2 separate regions of the Canis lupus genome follow, and region 2 is linked to region 1. A link is a contact called in public Hi-C data. All regions are on one chromosome and are shown on one strand. Each heading gives the region's core, a stretch centred on a gene start, on an enhancer-like site or on the middle of the called end of the contact. The rest is flanking DNA. Distances are from core to core; before and after follow the strand shown. Region 1 has its middle 74 kb from the start of SNCAIP. Region 2 has its middle 180 kb from the start of SNCAIP.

What was found. A called contact is a pair of places that touch in the nucleus more often than the background predicts.
Region 2: a Hi-C map of amygdala shows a contact between it and region 1, with 7 times the contacts expected there. The contact joins two enhancer-like sites. A contact is called at or near these places in 2 of 9 Hi-C or Micro-C datasets (amygdala and skin fibroblasts).

What each region holds. Positions count from the first base shown.
Region 1 is chr11:12,045,483-12,050,547 of UU_Cfam_GSD_1.0, forward strand. No RefSeq gene overlaps it. Among named protein-coding and RNA genes, the nearest start is that of SNCAIP, 74 kb to the right of the region's middle. Within about 2 kb of position 2,394, at least 5 of the 20 cell types and tissues checked have an H3K27ac peak or open chromatin away from gene starts, as enhancers often do.
Region 2 is chr11:12,299,398-12,304,151 of UU_Cfam_GSD_1.0, forward strand. No RefSeq gene overlaps it. Among named protein-coding and RNA genes, the nearest start is that of SNCAIP, 180 kb to the left of the region's middle. Within about 2 kb of position 3,099, at least 7 of the 20 cell types and tissues checked have an H3K27ac peak or open chromatin away from gene starts, as enhancers often do.

The DNA of each region.
Region 1 (5,065 bases), core at 1,144-3,643:
TGCATGCCCCCTTTCTCAAATGAATGAATAAAATATTTGTATTTTTAAAAAAAAATTTTTAAAGATTTTATTTGAGAGAGAGCAAGAAAGCAAGGCAGAGCATGAACTGGGGGTGAGGTTGGGAGATGGAGAAGCAGGTACCCTGCTGAGCAGGTAGGCCTACCTGGGGCTGGATCCCATGACCCTGAGATAACCATCTGAGCCAAAGGCAGACGCTTGGAAATGACTGAGCCACCCAGGCTCCCCTTAAACAAAATATTTACAAAAATAAATGAAATAAAAAATTTCAGCCATATTCACATATCAGGAATGCCAGCAGCATCATTTAATACTGGAAGGAAAGATTTTTTTTTGTTTGTTTATTGTCTGAGGAAACTCCTTAAGGGGCACTTTTAATATACAAAGCTTAGCCTGGCTTTAGTCTCACGACGGTGGTTGCCACGAAGAAGAGAGACACAGTTTTGTAAAGAAATGGGAATGGCTGCCTTCATAGTGGACAGAGCTCCGACTTTGGGGAATTTTTATTATGTTTCATCCTCTGGAGCTAGAGCTGGACAGAAATGAAATTGAAGTTCTGGACTCAGAACTGGGTCCGGGGGGCCTCCCACTTGTGTGAGGAGGGACTGAATTCACAGCATCGTGTCCACAAGGCAGACAGAGGTGAGAAACAACTGGTAGGGAACTCTGTGCATTGGGAGATGGCTGCGGGGTGTGGAAGCAGTGGTCACTGTTCCTAAGTTCTAGAGACTTCTTGCACGCATTTTCATTCCTATTGTGTATCTTCAAGCCTTCCTGCTGCCTTGTTGTTGGCTCTGATGGGGGGTGGGGTGGAGCTGTAAAATAAGAGAGGAGCTGATGTCCATGCAAACAGAGCAAGGAAACCCTGGGGCCTGCACAGAGCGTGCCCAGCTGCGGTTAGGAGCAGCAGCCGAGGCAGGTGAGTCTCTCCACTAATGCTCTGGGTCAGCTGTGAGGAGGTCGAGGATTTCTGACATCACCTAATGAGAGCTTAGATCTTGGTTATTCTGGCCAGCAAGGGAGCATGCAACCCTGAAAGGCAGGAGATCATGGGTAGAGGATTAAACATGCTCCAAGGAAATGGACCTGAACATCCCAAGCCTGCGTGTCCTCATGCAAACAGTGGTGTTCAGGCTCTGACTCCTGCAGCCGAATCAGACCAGGGAGCTGGCATGGTTAGGAAGACCTCAAAGCCGGCGGACTCTGGAGCTGGCCCTGAGAGAATGAGCAGGTGGAGGCAGTGAGGGCCCCGAAGGACACCCCAGGAAAGAAACCCACAGGAAGCGTGGCCCGCTCCAATTGTAGAACTCGGTATGTTTTGTTTGCATTCACAGTTGGCTTGTTTTTCCTTGTTACTCCCTGGAGTTTGTCCCCAGGATTTCCTGATAATGTGATAAGGCTTGCAACTTTGCCTAAATGTGGTGCATTTTCTAGACCACAGCTATCTAATCAGTGTGCCCGCGATTGGCGTGCCAACTAACACGTTTCTCCCTGTGCCGCTGCAGGCTGTGGGCCTGGTGGTGGTCACCTCTGGCCGTAAGCAGCCCCAGCCCGTGTTGGCATCCCCTAGATGTGCCGCCCGCCGAGGGCACTGGGGAGCTCTCAGCCTGTATGTTGGTAAGTGACATTGACCGTGATAAAGGCGACTGCAGGCCCGTTAGACGGTGGCATCAACTACAAAAGAAGTTATCAAAGTTCACATTTTAGTTACTTGCTCTGAGTAAAGTGGCTCTTTCTCTTCTTTTTTTAAACATGCGTCCTTCCCAACTCCTATGACCAACGTGGGCTTTTCTAGAGAGAGGACCCCTGATTCAGCAGATGGCAAAGCAATTCCACCTACATTTCATTTCATTTTTATTTTTAAGATCTTCTTTATTTATTCATGAGAGACACACAGGGAGAGAGGCAGAGACACAGGCAGAGGGAGAAAGAAGCAGGCTCCACGCAGGAGCCCGACGCGGGACTCGATCCCGGGACCCCAGGGTCACGCCCCGGGCCATAGGCAGGCGTCAAACCGCCGAGCCACCCAGGTGTCCCTTCCACCTACCTTTTCGCAATGAAGGACAGACGGCAGAGCCCTGGTGCCATCAGGGAAGGCTCCCGGGGTTCAAGGGCCCCTCTGCTGCGTGTGGAGGTTCCGGGGACAGCAGCCGGCACCGCGGTCAGAGCAACGGGGGAAGCAGCATGAAGGGCGCGGGCGGGAATCCTGCGCGAGGAGGGGAGGGGCCGGGGCGACGGTGACTCGGCGGCTCGGCGGCTTCGCTCTCCCAAGCCCTGGGCCGGCGGAGGGTGCGAAAGCAGGTCGGCGAGTTGTCCGGCTTGCCTGTCTTTCTTCGGGTGGGCTCTGGACAAGACGGAGGCGGCACGCGGGGTGGGCGACGTCAAGGTTAGGGAGCCGTGGACGCCCTCCTCGCGTTGGGCTCCCGCGCTTGTCCGTGCAGCGGCGGCTGCAGCCCGGGCCTGCGGGGCGCCCCCGCGTCCCTAAGCAGCCTCGGCCCCGCGCCGTCAGTGCGCGCTCTGGCCAGCAGAGGGCAGTATTTGGAAGCCCTGCGCGCAGGCCGGGCGCCCCGGGTTCTGCCTCCTGCAGCGGCAAATGTAAAAGGGGCATGCATTTTCTGCTGAAGTCCTGTCGAGGGGCTCCGTCATCTCCTCCCCTTGCCAACTTTTAAAAGGAATCGTAAATATTTAGGGTATAAATACCAACTTGGCTTCGTAGCAAGGCCACGTTTTGGCCGGTTCTCTGACAAAACCTACACAGAGCATAGAACGCAAACATCCAGGTCTTGCGAGTGATGCGGGAGGGACGGCCGCTTGGCTTAAACTGTGCCTGCTCTTATTGTGCAGTTGGCAAGTCGAATTTGTGTTCTACCCAAGGGTTTCGTTTTGTTTCCAAGATGCACACGAAGTTGATCGACTTTGGGGGGCATCTATTTGGCGTCCTGTGCTGGCTGGACAAAGAGGGGAGTATGCAGATGAGCTCAACAAGGAGAGGCAGCAGGTGATGTGGATGGATGGCACAGGTTTGAAAGAAACCAGAGTGTCGTGGGTTTTTTTTTTTCCCAAAGGTTTTTATTCATTTATTCATGAGAGACACACAGAGAGAGGCAGAGACATAGGCAGAGGGAGAAGCAGACTCCCTGGGGGGGGGGGGTGGGGGGGGGGAGCCTGATGAGGAACTTGATCCCAGGACCCCTGGGATCAGGACCTGAGCCAAAGGGAGACCTCAACCGCTGAGCCACCCAGGCACCCCAGACACCAGAGTTTTGTTAAAGGAAGAGAAAGTTCTCAAAAGCGAGAGCAGGGGGGAATAAAGAGCCAGGCACCACAGTAGGTAGGCTCTGGGAATCTGGCAGTGTCCTGAGGAGACAGCTAAGAATGAGTTGGAGAATGAAGAATTCTTTTCAACATTTAGAGAAGAAATCGAGGTTACTTTTTGCTGATAACAGACTATGAAGTAATAAAGAAAGGGTTTGGGGACAGAGAACAGTCTCATGAGTATATAATCTACACAAAGAAGGGACCCACGCTTGCCTTAACGTTCACTGTTAACATAAAGTCCTTACTCATTTTTTGGACAAGGAGCCCCACGTTTTCGTTTTGCACTGGATTCTGCAAATTAGGTAGTGGGAGAGCATGGATACGTGGAGGTTTGTTAAAGTGCGACTAAGGAATATCCGGATCTGTCTGTGGATAAGAGTTTCCATGATGCGTGGGAAAGCTTGGGTTTCTGGATAAAATGTATCAATAAATGGATATCATTCCTAAGCAGATTAGTACTGATGGTCTTTTAGAGAATGGCTGTTCCCATTTCCAACTAAAGAAGGATTCGTGTGAGGGGAGGCAGTATTCCAGGACCACTTATCGTTTTGTGGGTCTGCCCTAGAGCGTGTGGGGACTTCCTCACTTAGGTTTAGGGGCACGTGGTGCTCAGTCCTTTCCTTTCTGCACCATAGTGTCAAGTGTTGAGGGAGGTTAAAGAGAGCTCTGTGGGCCTCCTCTAAATCCGGCAGTAGGCAGTGCTGTATCTGGAAGAAAGACATCTTACCAGAAAGCAGTTAAACATCTGAATGTGGTAAAGTATGCTAGACTTTTCCTTTATGCTTTCTGAATATGATGTCAAGCTTAAAAGCCCTCTCCACTCCCCCTGCCCCAAGATTACACTGAATCTTAAATTTCTTTTTCTTCTTCTTCTTCTTCTTCTTCTTTTTTTTTTTTTTTAATAGGCTCCATGCCCATCGTGGGGCTTGAGCTTCTCTGAGATCCAGAATCACATGCTCTAGAGTGTGACTGAGCCAGCCAGGTGCCCTGACTCTTCAATTTCTTCTAAAAACGTTTAGCTTTTCTATTTGGCCCTCAAATCACCTGTGATTTCATGATTATATGGTATATAGTAAGGATCTAACTTTTTCTTCAATGAAGTGTTCCAGTATCATTTATTATTTTATCTCATCTATAAATGTGTCCATTTTTGATGTGCCATTCTGCTGCACTGATCTACTTTGCTATCTCTGCAACATTATCACGCTGTTGAAAAACTATGCATTTCCAGTATATTCTGATGTCTGGCAAAGACTCTTTTCCACAATTTTTCCAGGTCTTCTGCTTTCTTTTTCTACATGAATTCTAGAATCAAGTGTGTCAAATCGCATAAGTAATTTTGCTACGATATTAATTTGTATCGAATCGAAATGAACATTCTTTCAGGAAGAATCCCCATTTTTACAATACGGACTCTTTCCCAGAAACACAGTATGCAATTTATGTTTAAAATCACAAATCTTCAACTCCGAACTCCATTCACCCCCCCATGCTAATTTGTTTATTTTGCCAATAAAAATCTTTTTGCATGTTTTCTACTTTCTGCAGAACCCTGACATCTTTTTTCACAGCCATGTGTTTTCACATAACTGAGGGGCAGAGAATACAAAACAAATTAAGAGTTTGAAGCCCATGAAAACTTCATACTTAGAAATTTTCTAACTACTACGAGACCTTGTTCATTTCATAGATCTGTGTTGTTAAATTGTGTATTCTCTTAAGCGCTATG
Region 2 (4,754 bases), core at 1,849-4,348, 250 kb after region 1:
CCTGCTCCCCAGAGTAGCTGGGGCATTCTCCTTCAGCACATAAAGTTCAGCTTGAGGCCAAAAGTTTTTGGCTCTGCTTGTGTTTTTCCCACAGTGTCCCTGGCTGTCACTTCACAGGACACCAGCTGGCTCTGGCCTGACTGGTGTTCTCTTCTGAGCTTGGTTTTAGCCATGGCATCCTCCTGACACATCCACCAACCGATGCTATAGAAGGGTCTTGGTTGTAGGGCTATAAAAATTCTCCCCAAAGCAAAAAAATGACAACGATTTTTTTGTATGCCCCTTCCATGGCAGCCATCTGTTTTAGTCAGATTCTCCTTTTGGACGACTTAAAAAAATATTTCTTCAGAGCTAGATTGGAAATCATAAAAATACTAATGCTTGCTATGTTCCTTGGCATGTCCTAAACACCTTCCAAATCACTTCACGTTGATGACTTAGCCCTCTCGTCACCTCTGTGAACTGAGTGCTATTATTGCTGCCATTTTACAGATGGGAAAACTGAGGCCTTGCAAGGGTAAGCAGCACACTGGGGTCACAGAGTAAGTGGCAAAACTGGGATTCAAACTCGGGTTAGCTGGCTCCAGAGTCCATGCTCCTTAAGAGAAGGGACACCTCACAGTTGTACTCGAAAGCTTCCCTCCATTTAACTGCTCACTGCTGTCCCCAGATTCATTAGATATGTGTCCCTCTGTCCCCCCTCAGGGTGGATGTCTCCCCGGGTGGCTGCGCTGGCTCAGATGGAAAGCTGTACTCCTCCTGCCACCCCCAAACCCCCACTCACCTGAGAGGCTCACCTGAGACCAACGCTTAGCATTGGGGTCGCCAGTCAGGCCAGAGCCAGCTGGTGTCCTGTGAAGTGGCAGCCACCTGAGGGCTGGCTGATGGCCACTGCCTGACCCTACGTTATTCTCAGATGGGCTCCAAGCCTCAAACACGTAGAACTCCAGGGCTTCCCACTCAGTCCTGGGCTGCAGATATAAAGGCACATTCTTCCCACTGACCCCCACCCCACCCCCTCCACAGACCCTTCCCTTAAAGCTTCCCCCGCTGTTGGCTGTTGACTCAGGTTCATGTGTGCGTAGAGCTGACCCCAGGGTTAAGCTCTCCAGGGCACAGCAGTGGACTTCCATCCTGTGTGTAAGTGAGGGGGATTTCAAGAGAATGGGGATATGTTTATGGTCCTAAAGAGCCTCACGATTTACAAAAATACTTGGTGGGACTTAACCTGTCTGTTCCCATTGTTTGACCTAATCCTTGAAAGTCAGTCAAGCTGCTCTAACTTCAAAAATACTCTGTTCTTGGGATGCCTGGGTGGTTCAGTGGTTGAGCTTCTGCCTGTGGCTCAGATCATGATCCTGAGGTCCTGGGATCAAGTCCCACATCAGGCTCCCCACAGGGAGCCTGCTTCTCCCTCTGCCTATGTCTCTGCTTCTCTCTCTGTGTCTCTCATGAATAAATAAATCTTTTTAAAAAATACTCTGTTCTTAAAAACTGCTTTTTAGGGGCATCTGGGTGGATCAGTCAGTTGAGTATCCAACTCTTGATTTCGGCTCAGGTCATGATCTCAGGGTCATGAGATCGAGCCCTGCTTTGGAGTCTGCATGCAGCCGGGAGTCTGCTTGTCCCTCATTCTCCCCCCACCTGTGCTCTCTCTCCCTCAGATAAATAATTTAAAATCTTCAAAATAAAATCGTCTTTTAGCATGTACACCTTAGCAGATTTTGCATGAAGTTGCAAAAGAAAAGTTTTTTTTAATAAAAAATGTTTAAAAAACAACCTCACATCATGCAAGTATATAGAAAGATACTCCTAAGGCGGTGAACTCCCAACCTTGACTGCATATTTTCATCATCTGGGGAGCTTTTATAAATCTCAATGTCAGGCCACACCCCAGACCAGTTTCATCAGGACCTCAGAGGGCGGAGCCCATGTTCTGACATTTTTTTAAAGCTCCCCAGGCAATTCCAATATGCAGCTAATTCGGAATACCACTTTTTCTTTTCTTTTCTTTTTAAAGAAATGCAAGCTTCCTTCCTGCTAACCCCGTTGCTTCCAAAATTACTGTATGTTTAGCAAGCTTTCTCCCTTGATGCTGGGTTCAAACCTCCTTGGAGAGTAAAAAGCTCAACTTGCATTGGAGTTAATAATAAGTAACATATGCTGGGGGCTTCCTCTGCAGCGGGGCTTCCTCTGCAGCAGCGCATCCTAGAGGCTTCCTTTTTTTTTTTTTTTAATATTTTTTTGAATTTTATTTATTTATGATAGTCACACAGAGAGAGAGAGAGAGGCAGAGACATAGGCAGAGGGAGAAGCAGGCTCCATGCAGGGAGCCCGACGTGGGATTCGATCCCGGGTCTCCAGGATCGCGCCCTGGGCCAAAGGCAGGCGCCAAACCGCTGCGCCACCCAGGGATCCCCCCTAGAGGCTTCCTGTGGATGATCTCATTTAACCCTCCCAAGAACGCTGGGGGGCGGGGAACAAGCTTAGTCCCATTTTAGAGAGGAGGACGCCAAGGCTCAGAGAAGCCCACAACCAAACAAGCTGGAAAGTGGAGGGATCAGGATCTGACCCCAAGAGCCAGACTCTGGAATCCCTCTGAGATGGAAATGTCTAAATTCTTCTGGTGACCGGGATCTGAGGAGTTTTTTAGACGTATTCCCTATGCTTTGTAGCACCTAGGGCCCGATAAGGAAAATACTGTGAATTCCCACAAGGAGTTGGCCTCCTACTACACAGGATCCACCACCACCACCACCCCCTTCCCTAGCTGCTGCCTCCTCTGCTAATGCTTCTGGCTTGTTGGCTTCTGGCTGGTCCCCAAAGACAAGAGTGTCTTCATCCATCCCAGTTGGGGGGGTTCCCACGGCCAGAGCCACGTGAGCTGTGCACGCGCCAAGGAAGGGGTGTCTTGCTCGGGCCTCCGGGCCTCCGGCAGCCTCTGCCTGGCCCTGATTCTGCGGGAAGCAGGTGCAGGGGGCTCCGGGACCGCGCCCGGTGCTGGTGGGGGGGGGGGGTGCTGGCCCCGCTGGGCCCCCCTGAAGTCCCCCTGAAGCCCCGATTGGAGTCTGCGGAGGGAAGGAGACTGAGCATGGTCATCCGTGCGGGCTACAGCTTCTAGAACAACCAGGGCGGCGGCCCCGGCGGTGCAGGAGGCGGTCACCAGAGGGAGACAGAGCTGGAGACATCAGCGGGCCGGGGACGCGGCAGGGCTGGCGCCCTCTGTCTGCGCCCGCGGCCTCCTCTGCTGCTGCTGCTGCCTCCAGCGGCCCTGCGTCCCGGTCCCCCGGCTTCTCCTCGCGTGGGGGGAGCCGCGGCCGCGGGGCGGGGCGGGGGCGGGGCGGGGCGGGGCCTGGGCGGGGCGGGGCGGGGCCTCCGCACCTGCCCCCGCGGCTTCCAGAGCGCCTGCAGACCCCGGCTCCCTGGCAGGGACACAAGGGCCGCGCTGGATACGATTTTTTTTTTTTTTTTTTTTTTTTTTTTTGAGGCGAGAAACTGAACCCGCGGCCAAGGCAAAGGAGAGTTCGGTTGCGATTCATCTGCAGGGTTGTCCGGCCGAAAACTCTAAGTGAGGCCCTGACACACCGGGATATTCCGTGTGAGTGACGGGTGGCGAGGCTCTGCCCAAACCCCCTGGCGTCCTCTTCCAAAGAACTCACTTCGGGGGTCTGGGGGCTCCGCCTTGGGCGCGATCCCGGGGCCGTGGGACCGAGGCCCGCACCTGAATCCCCACGGGGAGCCTGCTCCTCCCTCTGCCTGTGTCTGTCTCTGTCTCTGTGTCTCTCATGAATAAACCAATAAAATCTTTAGGAAAAAAAAGAGAAAAGACTAACTTCTAAATTCTGGGTTTTAAATTTTCTTAAGGGGTCTCCTTAGAACATGAGCCACACAACACAAGGGAAAAATATTTTTAAAAATTGATAGGATTCAAAGGCACTTTTCTCCCCATCTGATGGAGGCAAACAGCAAACACGTAGCTTAGTCTCTCTCTCTCTTTTTTTTTTTAATTGTTATTTATATATGATAGTCACAGAGAGAGGCAGAGACACAGGCAGAGGGAGAAGCAGGCTCCATGCACCGGGAGCCTGACATGGGACCCAATCCCAGGTCTCCAGGATCATGCCCTGGGCCAAAGGCAGGGGCTAAACCGCTGCGCCACCCAGGGATCCTCTGTAGCTTAGTCTCTTAACACCAATGTCCTAGAGAAGAGAGACTGAATATTATTAATCTAGATTTCTCCGGTGCCTCCCAAGTGTATTGGCATGGGAAAGACGCCCTCTAGATATTTATGGAATTGACTACTGAATGACAGATCTGTGATAACCTGGCTTCCTCAGCCCAGGACCCATACCTACCTAAAAGGAAAGGCCGATCCTGCCACACCACCAGGTAGCCCGTCTGAAAGGACAGGTTTGTGAGAGAGCAGGACCCAGGCAAACCCAATAGTTGGTTCCCTGGTTCCTCCCTTCACTGGGTTCTGCCTTGACCCTTTTGACCGAGGATTATTTGGTGGAAAAAGAAGAAACCACTCAACATAAAACAAAGGGGAGGAAGGACACTCTACTGGAAAGACTCAAGACTCTTCCACAGAATGTAAGGGCAGGAAGCCTCTCAGCCTTTTGGAAGACCTAGGAATAAGAACACTTAGGGACCAAAGCAACCTCAGTCTCTCCTTGCTTTTCACTGTCTTGCCAAAGGACCTGTCTTCTCCCTGCACATCTGCTTCTCTCTTCTCCATGGATCAGTTTTGTCTG